2 separate regions of the Rattus norvegicus genome follow, and region 1 is linked to region 2. Evidence: chromatin contacts called from public Hi-C data. All regions are on one chromosome and are shown on one strand. The core of a region is the stretch at or near the end of the contact, and the rest is flanking DNA. Distances in the headings are between cores, read along the strand shown.

Evidence for each region. A called contact is a pair of places that touch in the nucleus more often than the background predicts.
Region 1: a Hi-C map of mammary epithelial cells shows a contact between it and region 2, with 2.5 times the contacts expected there. The contact joins two enhancer-like sites. A contact is called at or near these places in 2 of 12 Hi-C or Micro-C datasets (mammary epithelial cells and psoas muscle).

What each region holds. Positions count from the first base shown.
Region 1 is chr3:99,162,072-99,168,575 of GRCr8, reverse strand. It overlaps LOC134486407 (a long non-coding RNA gene), which reads left to right. Exons shown (of 3, transcript XR_010065267.1): 3 at 4,886-6,044. Among named protein-coding and RNA genes, the nearest start is that of Chst1, 150 kb to the right of the region's middle. Within about 2 kb of position 4,640, at least 6 of the 93 cell types and tissues checked have an H3K27ac peak or open chromatin away from gene starts, as enhancers often do.
Region 2 is chr3:99,022,624-99,028,458 of GRCr8, reverse strand. Chst1 (carbohydrate sulfotransferase 1) reads right to left here. Exons shown (of 3, transcript NM_001011955.2): 2 at 1,561-1,690; 3 at 1-371. The coding sequence starts at 329. Among named protein-coding and RNA genes, the nearest start is that of Chst1, 10 kb to the right of the region's middle. Within about 2 kb of position 3,553, at least 40 of the 93 cell types and tissues checked have an H3K27ac peak or open chromatin away from gene starts, as enhancers often do.

The DNA of each region.
Region 1 (6,504 bases), core at 3,391-5,890, 140 kb before region 2:
TTCTCTTGGTCTTTTTAAGCTGGGGCTATGTGTCTTCAGTTGTTTTACCCACCTGTCTACAGATTCAGGGCTGAAGGAGGCAATTTGGATGCAGGAACCAGTTTATAACACCTATTTCTGAACTCAGCAGACCAAACCCCGGAGGGAGGTTTAATGAAGGGTAGGAACACCAGGGGATGAGGAACCAATGGGGAGCTGAGCTGAGGCTGTGTGTGTGTGTGTGTGTGTGTGTGTGTGTGTGTGTGTGTGTGTGTGTGTGTGTGTGTGGTGGGGGGGGCCTGGGGGGCTGGAGTTGGCCTTCCTCATATCCCTGCCTGGAAATGCTTTCCTAGTGTGGACCTTTGCCTAAAAGTAGGCTTCCAGCATCCGGAAAGAGCACCCCACGGACACTTGAGCAACCTGGGTGGGAAGCACCATGGGGCTTAATGTGGGGTAGGACAGCCTCTATCTGGAAACCAACTGGGTGACATTTTTCTTGAAAAGCCTCCCCCTTCTCCAGAGCCTGAGCGGGAGGCCTCTGGAGCCTCTATCTGGGAGCAGCCTCTATCTGGGTGATATTTGGAGTGAGGGTCCTGCCTGCCCTGCCTGCCCTGCCTGGAACCCACCTCTAGTCCAGCAGCCCAGGAGCTAAGAGGGTGCATACATTGATAGAAAGGAGAGGGTCATAGTATACACAGGCACTCTGAAGGTCAGAGAAGGGAACAGAAAGGAGAGGGGTGAGAACTTTTGATTCTTATCCTCATTTCTTCACGTTTGAAACAGTTTAATGTATCCCAGGCTAGCCTTGAATTCACGAGATAGCCTAGGATATCCTTGAACGTCTGACTCTCCTGAATGCTATGATTATAGGTATCTATGACTACGCCCGTTTTTATGAAGTGCAGGGGACCAAAGCCAGGATTCTATGAACAGACTTCACTAACTGAGTCACACCAGCCCTAAGAATTTAATCTTTGGACCAAAGAGGCTCTGCTTAAAAGAAGGACCTTCCAGAGCCTCCCACTCATGCCACAGACAGGGAATCTGAGGCCAGAGAAGGGAAGTGACTTTAACTTCACAGATATACTGACCCAGCCCAACTCTGTCCCCTGCCCCCCGACAGCCCTTATACTGTCCACAGCCACATGTGTGTCCCTTTGTCTCCATGGTATAAGCAGCTGGCTGCCCACGCTAAGCTGCTCCTTGGGTGTGAGACAGCCATTTTTCACAAGGCAGAACCTCCTGTCTGCTTCTCTTCCTGAGGGGAGGTATGTGAGTGCAAGAGCAGTTGCTGGATGAGGCAGCCCTGTCTGCCTTTGTTCCTCAGCTTCAGCCATCTAGAGAGGGTGGAGGGGGGGAGCCTGGGCTACCAGCCTCCACAGGAGGGGCCTCAAAGAAGCAGGTGCCAAGAGGGCTTGGGCTTATCCAACATCAAGGAATCTTCCATCCTTCAATCACCCTATTACTCCTGTCACTGCCTGAGATTCCTTCAATCGCCCCAGCATTTGAATTCAGGACCGGTGAAGGAGACCTGAATCAGTAGTGACTCAAATGGGCCACTTCTATTTGTAAATTGAAACAGGGGTCCTCCTGTGTTTCACTGCTTTGTGGCCCATCTTCTTTTCGTGGACAGGAAAGAATGAGGCTCCTGCATTACTGGGGATGAGCTTGGCATTGAGCAGAGAGGACAGAGTGTGGGAAGGGGGTCTGTTGGTGTGGACAGAGCTGGTCTCAGACACTGTGATGGGAGCATAAGGTTTCCCTGAGCAGCTGTTGTCCTTCAACTGTCCTTCAATGCCCTCTATAGTAGATCCAAGAGTGTGATCTGCAGCCTCCAACACAGGCACACTGCTCAGCCTGTCTGTGAGCTCAGGGCCTGAGGCACCATGGTCCATACTGCTCAGCCTGTCTGTGAGCTCAGGGCCTGAGGCACCATGGTCCATACTGCTCAGCCTGTCTGTGAGCTCAGGGCCTGAGGCACCATGGTCCATACTGCTCAGCCTGTCTGTGAGCTCAGGGCCTGAGGCACCATGGTCCATACTGCTCAGCCTGTCTGTGAGCTCAGGGCCTGAGGCACCATGGTCCATACTGCTCAGCCTGTCTGTGAGCTCAGGGCCTGAGGCACCATGGTCCATATTGCTCAGCCTGTCTGTGAGCTCAGGGCCTGAGGCACCATGGTCAGTCACTTGAAGGTACTACAGTGTGTGGCTAAACGTCTGCGGCTGTGAGTGGCTAGAGTGGGGGATGATTTGTTTTGCAGCATTGCCAGCAGCAATAGCTGACAGATACACAGGCTCACAGCTAGAGTCAGGGAAGGAGCCTGGATGCTGTTTTAGACTGGCAGCCTGCCGGTGTCCCAGCATGAAGCCTGTTGGGGAAATGCTTCATATTCTAGACACGTGTGCAAACATGGGAATGGCCCAGCCTATCTGTGGCACTCACTGCATCTCAGGGAGGGAGTTCTTAGCTCTCTCCTCTCCCTAAAGGCCAAAGCGAGACAGAGGCAGAGCTGGGCCTAGACTTCCCTGGCTCCTGTTTGTACTTGGCCAGGCAGCCAGCCCTCAGCTGGTGAGTAACCAGGCCCATAAGAATGGGAACTGTGGCCAAGCTGGGCCTGGGTCATCCTGGGTCTAGGAACAAGTCCGAGATCTCTATTTACTGGAGGTCAATGGTAGAGAGTGCCAGGGTCAAAGCATTACTGTACTTTGCAAAACAAAGTAGCAGTGTGCATGCGTGTGTGTATGTGTACGTGTGTGTGTGTGTGTGTATGTGTGTACGTGTGTGTGTGTGTGTATGTGTGTACGTGTGTGTGTGTGTGTGTGTGTGTGTGTGTGCACTTGTGTCCCAGCCCAGCCACCAGGGCATGAGCTCTGGAGTCTGACAGAATCACATTTCCCAGCCCTGCCCTTTGTGTCTGTGTCCTTGGCCTCCTGAAGCCATCCTAGCTGTGTCGAGGTTGCCTCCATGCGACCTCCTACAAAGTTCAAGTGCTTCGACCTTCACTGTGCTGCATAATGGGGAGAGGCTGGAAGTGATAGGGATGGTAATAGAAAGATCTCTGAGGCATGATGGCCAACACCCTAGTTTAAAAATCTATGATAACAGACCCTTTCTCAAGGGAGAAAGACACTGGATGTCCTCCTCTAGCCTTCGAGTGTAAGCACATAGCCGTGTGCACCTACACATGCATGTGAACACACATATACCACACACACAGCTAACTTATTAATTAAAATAAATGGGGAAAGTAGCTGGAGACACCAGTAAACGTCTCCCTGGTCCCATGATCCTTCCCTGTTAGTTGAGCGCACCTGGGGTTCACTGCTAAGCACCCAACTCCCAGCAGCAGCCAGGAAGTTCTCACGGGGCTGTTTTCATTTCCTTGTGTTGAGTTGGCTCCCTAGAGGTTAGATAATAATTGCTAACCCTATGGGGAATATTTGGGACTTATTGTCAGTTTAGAGCCTCGAGGAAGCCAGCCTCAGCCTTTCTTTCTCTGTTTTCACAGGTGTGTCAAGAATGGGGTTAAGAGCACACCCTGGGAAGCCAGGCAGCCTATGCTGTAATCCTGTGTGAGCTCACAAAGATTTCCTAACCTCTCTGTGCATTCCCCCTCCTGTATTTGGTTACTGTGAATAGAGAGTGATTAGTCTAGTCTCTCTGCTTTTCCCGAGTCTCTCCAATGAGCTACTACTATCTCTGAAGGCCTGGGTCAATCTGAGGAGTTCTAGCGAAAGATGAAGGGTCCCTAGCACCATCAGGAGGGCTGAAATTCGTTCATTGGTACTTGGGGATTCACTCTAAGTCAGACACCATTCAGAGGCATATGTAATTGTGTGGGCAGGTATATGTGAGTGTGTACTAGAGGGAGGGAGAAGGGGGAAGGGAAGAAAGGGGGGAGGGAGAGGGAGAGGGAGGATGGACCTCAGAGGGAAAAGCAACAAACTTTAAAAGTAGAAAAGGGACCCCCTTCCTACCATTCTCCAAGGCTCAAGGACAGAAAGATTGTAAGAACCAGAGGGCTGTGGAGGAGTACCTTCCAAACATGACAGAGCTGCTGGATTCGTGAACTCACATTAGCTGTGGTGATTGGCACAAGATCCACACAGGATCAAGCACAGATGGGGAGGGCTGAGGAGCCCCCCCCTCACTCTGTCTCTTCTTCCTCCGTGTCTCCCCTCCTTCCCTGATTCCTTCCCTTCCTCCCAGCTGCCCTTCCTCTCTCACCTGATTTCCTTTTGATTCGGAAGGTGTGAGAGGAGGCAGTGAGGCTCACCTTCCTCAAGCCCTGGCCACTTTGAGCCCTCTACCCATCTCATCATCCTGGGGAGTAGATGCTGCATGGACCCATTTTAAAGAAGCAGAAACTGAGGCTCAACTACATCAAAGAAGATATGGGAGGTCACCAGCCTCCGAGGGTAGAGGTGCAATGTCAGTTGAAGTGGGCTTCAGAGATCACACCTTTGGCATTGGGAAATTACCTCTGGAGTTGCAAACACAGGAAAATCTGGTTGTGTGCAAGCACATGCTCAGAATTGATTCTATGAAAGAGGTCAGAGAGAGTCTGAGAGGCTGCAGCCTGTCCTCAGCCACGGTCATCCCAGGACACTGGCTGCAGCAATGGCAGGCACGGCCACAGCCAGGCCTTCCTGCTTCCTGCCTCAGCTTCCTTTCTAGCTCAGAGGTGAGGGCTCTTCCCTGAGACTCAGTCCTCCCTGGAACAGCTCCCCAGTTGTTTTCCTCCATTTGCAGGAAGACCACACCCCCGCAGTAACACTCTGAAACCCCTGATGATTCCCTGACCACATTCCTGTGGCTCTTTTCCAGAAGGGCTGGTTCTGCCTGAGGTCACCCACTGGAGCAGGAAGTTCTGCTGAGATCTGTCTGTCTCACCCCCTTTCTCCAGTCCAGGAAATGACTGCGTGGATGGATGGGAGCTGGACTCTGGACAGGACACAGGACCTCAAGTCAGGTGATGCCAGCTGCATGCAGAGACCTCCATTTGATGCTCAGTCTGACCCTGCAAGGTTCTTCCACGTTATAGGTGAGGAGACTAAGGCACAGAGAGGTTAAGCTACCTCCCGGAGGACACACAGAGAGCTACAGTGCAGAGACTGCTACGCCAGTTTTCCTCTTACCAAAATGTCTAGAATCTTCTTGCCACAGACATCAACAGAATGGCGGGTTGGATTTATGGCACCTGGGCTTCCCCCTACCACGTCTTCTGTCTCCTTCCTGCTTTGCTTCCAGAGTCCTTACTTGTCACCTCCCTCTCAGCTGCTCTATCTGGGTGAATGACACCCCTTCGCAGGTGCACATAGGTTTAAATCCCTGCACATTTTCCATGCAGTGAATGATCTCAGACTGCTGTAAGGGGCTCTCCTCACAGCCAGACTGTGGCCATCTTAATGAACTCAGGTGTGCCCACTCCTGAGCCCGATGGAGCTGTGAACTTGGTATTTCTTCCCAGAATGAGGGGCAGGGAAGGTCACTGGACCCTCATCTGAGTATCCAGCCATTAAGGTGTGGTTTTCTCTTACCTACTCATGGCAGGTGTCTTAGTCAGGGTTTTACTGCTGTGAGCAGACACCATGACCAAGGCAACTCTTGTAAGGACAACATTTAATTGGGGCTGGCTCACAGGTTCAGAGGTTCAGTCCATTACCATCAAGGCAGGAGCATGGCAGCATCCAGAACAGGAAGAGCTGAAAAATCTACATCCTCATCTGGAGGCTGCTAGGAGAAACCTGACTTCCAGGCAGCTAGGGTGAGGGTCTTAAGTCCACACCCACAGTGACGTGCCCATTCCAACAGGGCCACACCTTCTAATAGTGCCACTCCCTGGGCTGAGCATATACAAACCATCCCAGCGGGGAACTTCAGAATGAACTAAAAGATATGACTGGGAAAGAATAAGGGAAGAAGATTCCATTATGTATGTGACTGGAGGATGCCATCATCCATACAGGGCAAAGACTTTCCCATTTGGCTGATTTGGGGTCCCCCTGCTCTCGTAGGAAGCCCTTCATCCATACTCTCTAAGCCCAATAAACTTACTAGCTGCCTGTGGTGAGCTGATTTGTCATTTGGACCTTAGGAGGAGGGATGGACAGTGTTTACATCTTCTCAGGGACGGGATCCTCACAACAGAACAGAGACTCAGTCTCCTCTTCTACAAGTTGGGTGATGGCGCTGACTGACTTGGGTGGGAAGGTAGAGGACCACGGAGCTCCTGAACATAGTTCACTCAGGGTGTGGGGACTGTTGAGTGACTGATGGCTTTGGTGGTGTGAGGGACTGAGGCAAGGGTTACTGATGGCCAGGCTGAGGCTGAAGAGGCACCAAGTGGTGGCCACAATCATGTCTTAAAGACCCTGAACAGCAGGACAGACAGATAGCCGTTGCAGCATGTATGACAAGGTACCCTCTGGGTGTGGAGGCCAGACTGGATGGTTCCCCAAGGGAAATGTTTTACTGTGTGTTGGTTATTTGAGCCAGGATCTTATTATGCAGTCCAGGTTGACC
Region 2 (5,835 bases), core at 2,304-4,803:
GGGCTCTTGCCCTGGGTGAAGCGGGGGATGAGCGTGTTCTGGACGTGGTAGAGAGGCTCAAACAGGTAGAAGACATCCATGTGCTGGTTGAAGAGCTGGCCCACAAAGGATGAACCACTGCGTGTGGTGGCCAAGATGAGGACGTGGGTCTTTCTGGAGAGGTTATAGGAGAAGGTGGGGCCCTCCTCACACAGCCGCTCTGCCAGCCCAGTTTCTGTCAGCCCAGGGCAAGTGTGGAAAGACTTGGCAGTGAATGTGCGGATGGCTGTGTACTGGATGGCAATGGAGGCCAGGGCGAGGAGGAGGACAGCCTTCCAGGAACATTGCATGGCTGGGCACCGTCATGGGGCTGCTGCTCCAAGGCACGGGGTCTGTGGGCAGAAGACAGCCAGGGGTTAAGTGCTTCCCACAGCCAAGAGCCACCATGGGATCCAGGAAAATACCCAGCCCCAACCCGGTGCTCACACAGCCCCTACCCATCACACATCCTGTAGGACCTACAGAGCACACACTCAACTGTCATCTTCTTGGTGTCTCCTGGGAGCTTCAAAGAGCTAGACAGACTCCATGAACCCCAAGAGCTAAATGAATTGTGGTTGCAGAGGCCTCCTATGTTGAGCTCTGGTTTTCCTAGCCCAGTCTACTTACTATGTCAAAGCCCAACTCCCCCAACTTCCACACTTAGGGGAGGGGGCTCAGGGAATGACTCATGCCACACCCCAACACTCCTTTGATCCCTGCCTGCATTTCCTGGATTTTAAGCATCTTCTAATCACACAGGCTGATACTCACCCTCCCAGACCATGGTCTTTTTCTATGTCCTCTTTTTACCCCTAGAGGAAGGATACACACCAAATTCCCCTCCACAAACAAATCCAGGAGAGCAGGGAGCCCTGTGCCCCATGAATTCTGAGTTGACAACAGAACCCAGCTGGACCAGGAACTGCCCACCCTGGGCCATGGCCTTTCTACCTTGCAAATGAGGAAGCCCAGCTACCTCCAGATGTGGACTTCCAGGCACCTGCAGTGTTGTGAGTCAACTGGCCTGGAGCAAGGGCAGGTTCCAGAGGCTAAGTCTCTCTGCACAGGACTCAGCTTGTTTCTGGTCCATAAAAGTGGGGGAGGGGGAGGAAGGGTATGGGAAAATGGGAAAGGGAAGCCTATGCCACGGGCTCACAATATACCCCAAGGCATGCTGCCTCAGCCACCAGAGATGCCAGGGATGCTTCCAGACTCAGTGCCAAGGAGCTCAACACTTACCAAAGGACTGCTGTAAAGGGGACCAGTGATTTGCGCTCTGCCTCAGGCCACAAAACATGACTTTTCCTGCTCCTCACACTGACTGCTATCTCAGGGCTCCAGCCGATCTAACATCACCCCTAAGCCGTGCAGCCCCAACTGTCAAACTGCAACCTCTATGTCCCACCCCTAACAAGCCATGATCCCTCTCCCCACACTAGGGCTCCTGTGGGCAGGAGCTGGCTAGCCTGTGTGCCCAAGTGTCTCAGGCCACCAGCCTAGGTGGGTTCTGAATTAGAAATGGATGGAAACAATTCTCACCTTCTGGAACTCAGCTGGTCCTGGGATGGAGGTGGCTCACCCCAGGCCTTCAGGTAGAGAAGGTCGCTCCAAAGGAACAGCTGGGGACAGGGGTCTTCTTCCAACCACATGCAGCACACACAGCAGTTACCTGAAACCAAAGGCTAATTTTACCAAGCCCAACCAAGTAAGACACCAGAGCCAGCACAACTCTAGTTAACACCTACTAAATGCTCACACAGGGCTAAGGCCTTTAGGTAAACAAACATTCACTCTGAAAGTAGGTATAACCCACAGCACAGGCAGCAGTGGCTACTGGGGCCTACCACCTGCTTCAACCAATCCCCATCTGGAACCTGTACAACCCCCCTGCCCCGGAACCTGCATACCTCCCCTCTAAGAAAACAACTCTGTTCCTCATGCTTAAGCACACTTGGCCTTCAAACAAGTACCAGATTATGTCCCAGCCCATCCACAAATCAGCACCGGAGGGACCAGAATGGAAGCATGTAAGTTTGTGAGTTCTGAGACGCAGAATGCATGGTAGGTATCCTTCTTGCCATGAGGTCCATTTATTGGTTGTCTCATGGCTGGCGTGTAAACTTGAATCCTTTGTGGACAACCTTCCCACAACAATCTGCTGTTGTCCTGGCTACTCTAGGAGACAAGTAGACCCCCAAGTCCCAAGCAAACAAGCGTTGTCATTTTGGGTACCCTGTCATCCCTTACAAACTGCTCTGGTAGGGCAGGGGCCCCCTCCCATTGCTCAGATGGAGAATTTAAAGACCACTCTATGACTTATGTGGGAAATATCAGGGACCCAAGTCCTTCTGCCTCAGGGTCAGACCAGTACATCTAATCCCTTCCTTGTCCCAAGGAAGAAAGTGGGGCTGCAGGCTCCGCTTGCCTGGGGAAAAGCACAAGGCCTCAGCCAAAATGGCCATGCCTTGGACTCTGAGGGTCCTATTTAAAGTGTGAAACACCATACTATGTGCAGAAATCAGCACCAAGTCACCACCAAGAGATAGTTATTAGAGGAAGCAGTACAGCCCAGATTCTTAGGAAGCTCTCGGTGTGATCAAAGTCACCCAATCTGGGGTTGGGAATTTAGTTCAGTGGTAGAGCGCTTGCCTAGGAAGCGCAAGGCCCTGGGTTCGGTCCCCAGCTCCGAAAAAAAAAAAAAAAAAAAGAACCAAAAAAAAAAAAAAAAGTCACCCAATCTGGACCATACCCATCCTAGCCCCTGTGGCAGATGTCTCTGCCCCATGAAGGGAAGGCTGAGGGTCGTGGAGAGCCCTCTCTACTTTTTAATCCCAGGTCCCTGACAAGTGCTTCAGGGAATACCAGCCCTCTTTCTTCAGTTGTGACAACACTAAACTCAGCTGTGTTTCTTCATAGGCATCTACAGGCGATCCAGACCAACAGGCACCACTGATGAATTGATACCAAGGGAAGTCAGCACTCCCCAGGGGCTCCTGTGTCAGTGCCACACCCTCAGGCTCAGGGGTATGGTCCCCAACCCCAACCTCAAGGCTTGGAGGTCAGCACTTCACAACCCATTTGGCAGGAAAAAAAGTTGAGGCTCCTTGGGTTACAACAGCTTTTCCAAGTTCATGCCCGAAGAAGCAGGGTGAACCAAGATCCCAGCCAAGGCTAGGTGCTCTCAAAATCATGTTCAAAGCCAGTGGTTGGGTCTGCTCCTGGCCCATCCCTTATTTCATTCCCTTTGATTTGTACAAGATAGGTTTCCTTGGGCCTTCAGCCTGCAATTCCAACTCTAAAGATAGAACACACACTGAGTTTTTCTTCAGAGGGGAACCCTCTGTCTTGCCCAGAAGGGGACAGACTGTTCGAGCTCTTTCTCCCAATTTCCCTTCCCACCCCACTTGGAGAAACTCAAGGCCAGGTCTAAGGTGAGGAGACTTTTCAAAGTTCAGCATAAGCTTGATGCCCGGCTGAGGGCCATATGCCCGCCTTCCAGGAGGGCACAGCCAGAGCTGAAATGCTCTGTTCCCCGGCCAGCCTGGCACAGCCCAGCCCAGAGCTAGCCAAGGGTCCTTGGTATGCTGGAGGCATCTGCCCTGGAAACCAAAGGCCCTGGGGCCAGGTCCTGTTGTTCCCAGGCAAACCTTGGCCTCTGCAAGAGATTTCTCAATGGCCTGGTCCTCCAAGCCAGACTTGAGGGCCCACTACCCTTTCTGGGTTTCTAGAAGCTTCTGTTATGACCTCCCTCATTGGCGGATCAAGCCTTGGGCACAGAAGCCCAGAATCCACCTTTTTGTTGGAAGACAGAGGACCTGATGACCAGTCTGGATGGCTCAGACTGCAGCTCTACGGTCAGGTTGGGAGTGGAGAATGCTGTACAGGGAAGCTGTAATTTGCAGCTAAGGGCTCAAACCTGCCTGCATGTCAGTGGCTAAGCACACACTGCCAGTTGGGCCCAAACGTCCCTGTCCCCATCTATAAAGGTGGCCTGAACAAAGTAATGTTTGTAACTGACCTGAACCATTTTTCATGCCCAACATTAGGACAAGATTCTGCTTTGTGTTTGTCAAGTGACCTCTGACACCAGCCCCATGGAACCCAGCTCAACTGTTTATCTGCTGAGAACCTTGCCTAGATCTCTGAATTTTGCTTTTTATCTTGGGGAAGCACCTCAGAGCTAGATACCTATACTCTTAGAGTCTGCTCTGACAGAGGGAGACCTCTGTAGGGCTTTGCCCACCACCCCTTCCCAAACCACTTGCCCTGCTAGAATTTTCTGTGCCTGGCTGTGGCGATGGTAGTCCTGCTTCCCTCTAGTGGGAAAAACTGGTAGTACAGCCTCCTAGCTCTTGTCTTTTTGCTGTGTTAGAAATTCAGGCCTAACAGTGAAAACAAAGGAACAACCGTGATAGAAATACGTTGCTGCAGATTGCAGTGAAGAGTGATGATGGCTTCTGAGACATGGGGATACTCTTCCTCAGCTGCACCCCAAGAGGCAAGCAGCAATAGGCAGTCTGGCTTTATCCTGACCTTTACCCCTGCACAGCCCTCACACCTCATGCCGCCCAGGCTGGAGAAGGAGTGTTGAACAGAACACCTCAAACAGGAGTGGCTTGCAGCTTCTGCCTATCCCTAGACAAGTGACACTGGGTCAAGACCTACACTTCTGTCCCTGGGGAATTCCTCTAAAACAGTAACAAGGACCTCTCTGCCTTTGGAAGATCCCACCCCATGTTCAGGTCCAGTTAAGGCTAAGTCCACACCAGACAGAGAGAACCCCTGTGGACTGTGGGAAAACTCAAGTCACTCTCCAGAAAAAGTCCATGCTCTATGTCTCTGCCACCCCCCAACAACCACAAGCCCCAGCCTGATCCCTCATCCCCACTGTCCTCAAGGACCCAAGGACCCAAGGGCTCTGCCCTTCACCGAGCCCCTCGTGCCACCCTTTGGGATCTCGGCATACCACAGCAGAGCAGCTTACCTTCCCTGTTCCACAGGCTCCTTGGAAACACAGCCCATCCTCCAGAAAAGGCTCCCTGTGCCCAGTTTTGCACACACAATTTGGATGGTTCTGAAGCTCCTGAAGGGAGGGTATAGGCTACTGCTTTACTTCACAGAAACTGGGCTCCCTCGTTACTGACCAGGCTGCCTTTCTGATTGAGGCAGAGGATGCTCATGGAAATGAGCCAAAGACAAACAAAAAACTACAGTCAAGAAAGCCACAAAACACATGTGTTCAGTTGCGCCATTGGTTAGGGCACACAACACATGAACGGCCCTTGGAACCTTGTGCACTGTGCCAGTAAGTATGGCTGTCTGGGAGGAGGAGACCCAAGAGCCTACAAAGGAGTGAGAACAGTTTGCAACAAGCTTTGAGTTTATTATCTGTGGAGATAACGGTGACCTTGTTCCCATAGAGGAGCTAGAGTGGTGTCTGAGGACAGAGTTGGCAACTGAAAACAGTCCGACACCTCAGTCCAGCCTTGAGGCTTTCTTCTTTGCCCCAGGGACACTGCTTATCAGCCTTTCTCCTTCCCAACGTTCAACGAGTCTGGTCAAGACTTCCTTGTCCTAACACGAAGCATGAGCCCTGCTCTGGTGGACATGAGGACTTGTGGTTGGCTGGAGGCTGCTGAGGTCGGACAGAACCTGCAGCAAGTAGGACCTCAGAAGGTCCTGGAAGTTCTGCAGGAAGTGGCTGAGGCTAAGCTCACACAAGTGACTTCTTCAAAATGCTCTTAAAGTGGCATGGGGAGCAGGGAACAGAGCAAGGGAACGTGAAGCCAAATATCCACTACCTGAACCAAGCCA